Regions from separate parts of the Rattus norvegicus genome. Here region 2 is linked to region 1. A link is a contact called in public Hi-C data. All regions are on one chromosome and are shown on one strand. The core of a region is the stretch at or near the end of the contact, and the rest is flanking DNA. Distances in the headings are between cores, read along the strand shown.

Evidence for each region. Hi-C and Micro-C count contacts between places; a contact is called where the count stands out from the background.
Region 2: a Hi-C map of mammary epithelial cells shows a contact between it and region 1, with 2.0 times the contacts expected there. The contact joins the enhancer-like site here to the promoter of Tle3 in region 1. A contact is called at or near these places in 3 of 12 Hi-C or Micro-C datasets (Schwann cells, mammary epithelial cells and psoas muscle).

What each region holds. Positions count from the first base shown.
Region 1 is chr8:70,751,145-70,755,751 of GRCr8, reverse strand. Tle3 (TLE family member 3, transcriptional corepressor) reads right to left here and starts at 1,975. Exons shown (of 20, transcript NM_053400.2): 1 at 1,218-1,975; 2 at 624-724; 3 at 101-164. The coding sequence starts at 1,241.
Region 2 is chr8:70,934,576-70,939,182 of GRCr8, reverse strand. No RefSeq gene overlaps it. Among named protein-coding and RNA genes, the nearest start is that of Tle3, 180 kb to the right of the region's middle. Within about 2 kb of position 1,877, at least 23 of the 93 cell types and tissues checked have an H3K27ac peak or open chromatin away from gene starts, as enhancers often do. A contact at or near this core is called in Schwann cells, where this site is marked.

The DNA.
Region 1 (4,607 bases), core at 726-3,225:
GAAGCTGGGCCTAGCTCTGGCCTTCGACTGTCCCAGCTGGACCCTAAGCCTGGGTGCCCTGCCCTGCCCTCCCTTCTCCCTGCAGCGGGTTGCCTCTCACCATCACATAATGGCGCTGCATCTCTGTCTTCTCGTTCGCCAGCTTGTCGTACTCCACTTTGAGGCTGTGAGGGCAAGAGAAGGCTCTCAGTCCTGGTGCTTACATGGTCCCCTTCGAGACCCGGACCCTAGGGACTCACAGAGCCACTTCACTTGCCCGGCACTCTGAGTACCCCCATTATCCAGCATCCTCAGGACAGTGGGAATGGGTGCCTACCACCCGGAGCCTGGCCGTACCAACTCCAAACTTCTCTTGATCTGACGAGGGGACTCGCCTCGGCCACGCGGGGGCGGGCCCGGACGCTGGCGCAAGACCCCGACCCTCGACAGGACGGGCTTTGGGAGCTGGGCGACTGCGGAACGCAAAGGGTTAAGGCTGTGCGCTCCGAGAGGGGAAACAAAAGGCGGAGGCCCTGCGGCCCCGCAGTCGGGGGTCGACGTCCCCTTCGGGCCCTGCGGGGGGTAGCAGGAGCGCGCCAGGCCGCCCTCCACGTCAGCCCGGGCCCACCCCCCACCCGCCTTACCTGTGATACTGAGCTTGCAGGAACTGGAATTCGTCTTTGATCCTGTCACAGGACTCGGCCACAGTGAATTTAAATCCTGGCTGCCCGGGTTGATGGGGTGCCTGGAGCCCACAAGGACGACATAGGGGAGAGGAGTGGGCACATCAGAAGGGCTCCACGCGGCCCCGTGCATCCGCTGGGTCCCTGGCCCCTCCCCGCCGGGAGCCACCGGCAAGGCCACCACCCCACAGCCCAGAACCTTCCCAGCAAGTTTTTCAACGCTCTCCCGACAGGACCGGGAAGCGGGCATATCGACCACCCCCAAAGCCAGAAGGGCTCCCGTGGCCAAGTGCCGAGGGAGCGAGTTGGAAGACTTAGGAGAGGGGCCCAGGGCGGGAGCCCACGTTCCCCTCCAACGCAGGCCGCCCGGGCCACTCGAGCGCAATTACCCTTGGCTCTCTACGGCGCCCCCACCCACCCAGCCCCTTTGTGTGAGCGCACACACACGCGCGCGCACCATAAAGGTAGCAACAAGCAAAATGGAGGTGCTAGATAAACTGCCTCGTTTACCCTGCCATGATAGATGCTTAAATAAGCCTACTTGCAATTACTCACCGGATGTCTGCCTTGCGGATACATGGCAGGGAGGGGTCGCGATTCCGAGAGCTTGGAAGCGCTGAGAGCCCGAGCCGGGGACGTGCGGGGGAGGGGGGAGGCGAGCCCGAGCGGGGGGCGGCCGGGGAACCGAGAGCTCGCCCCCGGCCCCCCCAGCCCGCTCTCGCAGCGAAATCCCAGAGTCGGGCGTGCGCCCCAAGTGCAGACAAAGAGCGGCGGAGCGAGCGGCAAAGTCGTCGGCGGGCTCGCGCTTTGTGCGCCTAAGGCTCGGCCGGCTGCGGCCGGCCACCTTCCCCCGGCTGCGTGGACAGTGTCAGAAGCCGGGTCTGCGTGGACATCATCGGCTCCCTGGCAGCTCCAGAGCAGGATCCCGAGGCCCGGAGGTTGGGGGGTGGGTTTCTCTTGTCCCCTCACGGGTCAATCAGCACGATGAGGCTGGAGGGGGGGGGGCGCGTCTGGGCAGCTCGGAGCATCCGGGGCGCGCGGGTCAAATCCCAGAGGCGGTCGGGCCCGGAGTCGCGGGGAGAAGAAAAAGGAAGCAGGCCACCGAGGTGACGGCTTGAGGACCGTGGGTGAGGGCTAGAGCCCAGCGAGGGCGCTTCGACGCCCCCCCCTCCCCTCGGAGAAGAGAGCCTGCTGCTCTGTCTGCTCCAGCCGCCGCCGCCAGTCCTTCCCAGGGCCGAGGAGGAACTCCGGGTTAGTCGGTGCAAATAATGGGCCGTGGCATCCTAACTCCAGCCGGCATAGGAAGCCTCGGCGAAGGGGTCTTCTTTGCTCTCAAGTGAATCGGCTGCGTCTCCGGCGGGGAGCGGTCGGCGTCCCTGCTGCCTAGGAGCGCGCAGGCTGGAGAGCACCGGAGGGGGAGACGTAGCCTGAGCCCGGGAGCTCTGCGGCTTCTTTCCTTCCTCCCAGCCTGGCTCTCCTCTCCGCGCCCCGCCAAACCCCCAAAACACACAAACACACGCACTCAACACACACACGTACACGCACTCAAAAAAAAAAAAAAAGTGGCTCGGACCTGCGGATACCACACACAGACAGGCGAAGGGGGCCGAGCACGAGGTCTGAACTGCCGCGAGAGCAGTTCCAAATAGGGACTGAAAAGTAACAAAATAATGTGGCGGCTTCGCCTAGCGTTGGCCAATGGGAATGCGAGGCTCCCACGTGGGGCCACGGGACTCGGACTGCGACTGGGCGCCGCCGGGCGCGACGTCACAATGCCCTCTTGTGTCTAAAACTATGCATGAAAAGTAGCAATCAGGCCCTACCCGCTGGTGACTTTCGCTTGGGAGTGAAAAACAGCGCTCCTCACATCAGGAATTAACCGAAAGACATATAATAAATAGATATATATTATAGTCCTGGGCAGCTAGGTTTTTTTCCTCTTTTTTTTTCCCACGATCTAGTAGCAAATAATTATTTGGCGGGAGGGGAGAAAGAGAAAACGAATAACAACAAAAGGGGGAAAAAGGACAAGCTGTACAATCCTTAAAACCTGTGGCTGGTAGTAATGGATCAGTTGATTCTGCAGAGGCGGCGAACGATTGCTCCCCTCTAATCTCATTAGGGTTGCAAAGCAGCCCAATTAGATACTATAAAACAAACAGAATCACTTTGTCAGTTTAATGTTTTCACTTCAAAAGATTTAGGACCGATAAAATGCTGGCTCCCAAAGTTACCTCCGACCTCTAAGACTGTTCTCCAAACTGAGTTTCTCTTTCTTTTATCCGTTTCTGTCCCCTCTCCCACCCTTGGGCGCCCTGCTTTTCTCCTTTGTTCATTCGCCCTTCTTCTCAGAAAGCCAAATAAACAGCGCCTCTGATGCACGGCGGCTGCCGGCGAGGGGGAAGTCTGAGAACTCTGGCTTGGCGGGCCGCGCAGATGGAAGGGCCCGGCTGTCTGCGGACAACTGGCTCAGTAGTGCGGCTAGCCCCACTTGGGGCTTTTGCCCTTTGGGGACAGCTACATCCTGGCCGCAGCCTTGCCAAGGCGGTTTCCTCAGCTGTGCTCCGGGCCCGAGATGGTGAAGAAGGGAATGCACGAAGTTGGGGCCCTCCCGGCTACGACCCTGAGTCCCGACCCCGTTTCTTGGCCTGCTGGTCTGCCCGGGCACATGCGTCGACAGCCACCCGTAGAAGAGCGACTGCGAGCCTGGAGTGGCCACGGTCACCAGCCTCGACACCCAAGGAGGAATAAACATTCGACTCTGGGGCCCAACTAAATGCTCGCAGACAAGGGTCACGTCGGGGCACACTGCCCACCCTATGTCCTCGGGCCTCGGAGAGGCAACGCCGAGTGGGCCGCCCAGGTGTCCTCGGGTCCCTCCCCGCTTTCCCACCGAGCTTGCACGCAAGCATACACTCCTGGCCCGCTGCGGGCGCGCGCGCCTCGCGCGCCCCCGGAATCTATATTTTCCCCTCATTAGGAGCCTGAGTTTCGCGTTTGCATCTTAATGAGTAGCTGGGAGCGCGCGGGGACCTCCACGTGAGCGGCCGCCCCGAGATGGAGCCTCTCAGAGCCCGCTCAGGCCTCGACCGCGCTCCCCTCTTCATTTATTTATTCTCCTAAATAAAAACATAAATCGTGTACGATGCGCACCGAAAAGGGGAGGGGGGGCAGGGAGAAGCCTAGCTCGACAGATGCGAGCATCTGGCCAAAGCATCCATTAGTCTCAAAATGGCTCCTCTTTGGAGCTTCCCTCTCCCCTCCCCCTTCTCTGCCCTCCCCCTTACGTCACGGGTGGGCGCACCCGCTTCCTACCCGGCCCGCCCCTTTCTCGCTCCGGCCCCCACGTGGGGCGCGCCGGCCACACCCCCGAGCAAGTCTAGAAACCAATCACAGACCAGCAAAGAGACTCTCGACTAGTAATTGGTGGAGATTCCGGGAGCTGTCAGTCCTTGGCCGGAGCTGTCAGTCAAAACCACGAGGGGTGGGGGAGCGCTGACAAATGCCGAGGCTTCTGAGCCTCCCGCTTGCAAATAGTGCTTGGAATGGCTGCTTAATTAGCTTTGAATGGCTTTTCCTTCCAGCTCAAACAATCTGTCACTACCATGTGGTATAAAGGAGCCATGCATAAAAAAGTAAGCAGAGGCTAAATATCAATTTGATTTTGTGTATCAAAGGAATATTTTATTTTTCTCCCTAGTAATGAAACGTATCAATTTAAATAATAAAAGGTAAAAACACACACACAAACCCTGAAAAAAAAGAAGAAAAAGGAAAGAAAGAAAGAAAGAAAAAAAGAAAGAAAATCAAAACCCAAACTCCACGATGTTCCGACTCCTGCGCACGTCTGAAATAGGTAATTTCTATGGGCCGCGTTCAGGAAGTCTGAGATTCTCCCTCTCCACCGCCCCCCTTTAAACTTGCATTTAGTTTTTTTGTCCTGGT
Region 2 (4,607 bases), core at 628-3,127, 180 kb before region 1:
TGTTCAGAGTCCAAGAGCTCGCTGGCCCGCTCTCCTGCCTCACTTTTCATGTTTGTGTTGGAGATGGAACTCGGGTGCTGGTGCCTGCCTGACAAGAACTTCACTCACTGAACGAGCCATCTTCAAAGTCCCAGCTCTTCCTCACGTGGAACGACAGCTCCTTCGGAAGAGTAGATCAAGTCTCTTGTGCTCAGAACCATGCCACGATCTTCCCCACCATGCAGAGCAAGATGGTCCCTCAAGATGGCCGAAAGGTTCTGTGTGGTCTGCACGTCCTCTCAGCTCCATGCACTTGACCTTTGCCCTAGCAGCTAAGCCTAGCCCCTCTCTGGCAAAAATAAAAAGTAAAAACCCATCCTTGAGCCTGTGTGATGCATCTTCAGAGCTCTGCTCAGTAGATCCCTCTTTCTAAAAAAACCTCCTCTACCATTTGTCTACTTCGCCAACAACCTCATCTCTACCATGGTTGCTCAGATTTTCTTTTATCCGTGAAGCCACCCTGCATACCCCATTTTCTGCTGCTGTGCACACCCTTCAGTCTACTCTTCCCAGAGCTACCTTATATTCCATCCCCTCCCCCACTTACGACAAACTGCATAGTAGACTTCTGTACGACAGTTAATGTCCTTCTACGCTCTGGAGAAAAAATGACTCTGTTCTGCCTCTCGATAGGCTCTGCCCTAGTGTGCATCTCTGTTGATGTGATAAAACATTGACTGAAACAGACTTGGAAGGGATTTTCTTTCTCATAAAAGTTACAGTCGATCATAGAGGGAAGCTACAGCAGGAACTCAAGGCAAGAGCTTGAAGCAGATCCCACACAGAGAAGACCACTGTTTCCTGGCTTGCTCTCAGGTTCACAATTCAGTATCTTTCTCTAACAGCCCAGGCACACCTGCCTAAGGTTGGCACTGCCCATAGTGGGCTGGGCCCTCTTATATCTTTCAGTGATCAAGAAAACTTCCCACAGACATCCTTGCAGGCCAAGCTAATGGAGGTCATTTTCCAGTTTAGGTTTCCTCTTCCCAGGTGTGTCAAGCTGATAACCGAAATGAGCCATCACAGTATCCGAGCAAACTTAACAAAGCTGTAATGTCAAATGTCTGTCAGAGTTTGCCAGTATGTCCAATCGGGGCAGCAAGGTGCATGGCCCAGGATGCGAGAAACAATGATACGAAGCCAGGACTTCTTAGAGTTACATCCAAGAGTTGTTTGAAGGTTCACCAGGAGAGTGGAAAGAGGGCTCTTTCAAGGAACTCAAGATAGAGCTGGCAGGATGCTCAGCTGATAAAGGAGCTTGCCACCAAGCCTGACAACCTAGTTCCATCCCTTGGGATCCACGTAATAGGAGGAGAAAGTTGAATCCCTCAAGTTGTCCTCTGACACACACACACACACACACACACACACACACACACACACACACACACCATGACATGTATTCCCTTACACACATGTAAAATTAAAATAGGCAAGTATGATTTTATGGGTTTAAAAAAAAGCCAATTCTAATACAGATGTTCAATAATAGCAACAGAAATCCCCCCTTTAATATGTGATGCGTGACTCTTTTGCAGATGTGCGTGCTGCCTTCCATTGGCATACATGATGGACCTTAGGGTTTCCACTCCTAGTTAAGAGAGGGAGGTGCAAGGGGCTGGGGATTTAGCTCAGTGGTAGAGCGCTTGCCTAGGAAGCGCAAGGCCCTGGGTTCGGTCCCCAGCTCTGGAAAAAAAAAAAGAACAAAAAAAAAAAAAGAGAGAGAGAGAGAGAGGGAGGCGCAGAGAGACAGGCTGGCTTGCCCAGTGCATAGCTAGGAGGTGAGTGGGCTGCCACATTTGCCAAGGCTTGAGTTCCCTCCCTGCTCCCATGGACTCCAGTATGACTCAGTGGCTGACAGAGGGAAGGACAAACATCAATAGCCTTGCGTGGTCAGAGCAGCTGGGGTTGTCCCTTTTCAGAGATGTCCAATCTGGAAGGCTCTCCAGAGGCTGAGATCATTCCAAGAGCCGCCAACTCGCATTCCTTCCTACAGTCCGGTCCCTGTTCAGGCACCCGGAACATTCCCTGAACGTTTGCAGAACGGAGTCTTTAAGTGACCTCACTGGAGGCCATCCGTCCCCTCCACTCCCATCCCGAAATGCTGTCCCTTTCTCGAACAGTGAGCCAGCCTCCTTGACGTCTACTCACCTCTCCCCTTGTGTATGTGCATGGGCATGTGCATGTGCAAATGTGTATGCATGTGTGTGCCCATGGATGCTGGAGCCAGAGAACAGTTTCGGCTGCCATTCTCAAAGGTTGTTCATCTTGCTTTTGAGACACTCTTTGCGTGGCCTGGGACTCACCAAGTAGACTAACCCAGATGGCCAGTGAGCACCAGGAGACTGCCTGCCTCCATCTTCGAAGAACCAGATTCGGGTCCTCAAGTTGTATAAGCAAACATTTTACCAAGTAAACTATTTCTGCAGCTACATTCTTACTTCTCTCCTAGGAGATTATAAAATCAATAAAGGGCCTGGCAAAGTGGATCAGTGGATAGAGACACTTTCTCCAAGCCTGATGACTTGAGTTCAATCCCTAAAACCCACATGGTAGAAGGAAAGAACGGGCTTCCACAAGTTGTCCTCTGACCTCCGCACATATACCATGGCATGTGTGACTGCCCCACCCCAACACACAAATAAATCAATTAATGCACTAAAAAAATTAAAGATCAATGAGTGAGTCTGACATTTTAACCAAAACAATAGAATTGAAAGTCAGAGCGCTTCATGTTGACAAGACAGAGGCCAGACTGAGGGCCTCAGGCTGCCAGCAGAAGGGAGCTGTACCTGTGCCCGGCTAACAACAGCTGCATACAAAGGAGGTCATTCACCCTAAAAGTTTTTTAAAATTCTATAGTGTGTAACTTGGACTCCCATGGGGTTGTTTTGTCTACTTCGGTGGATGCTGGCCCACCCTTTCCCTGGCAGGGGCTATGGTGCCTCCAGAGCACATTCACAGAAGTCCCCCCAGAACTGACCACTTGCTGGGGGGAATGCTCTTAGCAGGCACTACTGGAAATGCTAACACTCGCATTGTTGCAAAACAGATAATTTGGAACTCAATCCTGGGCTCTGTGTGTATTCACTTGCTCAGTGCTGGTGCTTGCTTGGTTCTCTCTCTCTCTCTCTCTCTCTCTCTCTCTCTCTCTCTCTCTCTCTCTGTCTCTCTCTCTCTCTCTGTGTGTGTGTGTGTGTGTGTGTGTGGGGTGCTAAAAAAGACCCAGCCAGAGACAGGTGGTTCTCAGAGCCCTGCAGCTGGAGGGACTCAAGTCATGCCCAGTTGATTCCCATGTGAGAATTTAGGGCTCAAATATGGGATGTAAAAGCTGGCAGGACAAGCCAGCGTGGGCACAGTCCAAAGTCCATGGAGGCCTCCTTACGATTCCTGTAGAGCTGACGAGTCTCATATTCTAGTTGTCAAAAACCTCCGTGGGCCCGAGGCTCAGCTTTAATGTGCTTCTACTTGTCGCTTTGTTTGTTAGAAATGAGGTCTCAATGTAGCCCAGGCTAACTTCAAACTTTCTATGTAGCTTAGGATGACCTGACTTCTGATTCTCTTGTCTCTACCTCCCAAGTTCTGGGCTTGGAGGTATGTGCCACCGTGTATGATGTGTATGTGGTGTATGCTGCTGGGGGGCTGAACCCATGACTTCCTGCATGCTAGGCAAGCACCATATAAACTGAGCCACATCCATTTTGCAATGTCCAGCAGCTTCAGTCACTTTGGCACCTGCTTTGCTCCTCTATTTCCTGGTGGGCACGCTCTCAACAGTTACACTGATAATGGACTCTGAGCCCTTACTCTGCCATGGGCAAGGCAGTCCGTGCTTCTCTGTAAAGGTTTGTCACTCCTCCTCCACATGCCAGGCCTCGAATCCACACTGAGACTGTCAGCTTTGGGAGAATGAGGGTTGCCACAAGGTTGAGGTTGACCTGGTGTGATACACAGTGAGTTTGAGACCAGCCTGGAATACAGAGTACGGCTCTTCACCAAATAACAATAAACAAAGGACCCATACCAAAGCCCAGGAGTGGAGAAGCTGGTGGTGACAGAAACAAAAGACATCTCAGAGCCATTAAAAGCCACGTGCTAAGTCCTTGTGCTTCCCAGGAGTTGTCCACCACCACCACCCAGCATCTATTCAGTGTTAACTCGGAGGCCAGACGTGGTGCATGTCTTCAACACCAGAGGCAGGGCAGACATGTCTCTGAGTTGCAGGCCAGCCAGGAGACCCTGTTGGTGATGATGATGATGATGATGATGATGACGACGACGACGACGACGACGACGACGACGACGACGACGACGACGGTGGTGGTGGTGGTGGTGATGATGATGTTGGTGGTGGTGGTGGACGTGGTGGTGGTAGTGGTGGTGGTGATGGTGGTGGTGGTGGTGATGATGATGATGATGATATTGGTGGTGATGATGGTAGTGGTGGTGGTAGTGATGGTGGTGATGATGCTGTTGTTGTTGTTGTTGGTGGTGGTGATGTTGGTGGTGGTGGTAGTGGTGGTGGTGATGGTGGTGGTGGTGGTGATGATAATGATGATGATATTGGT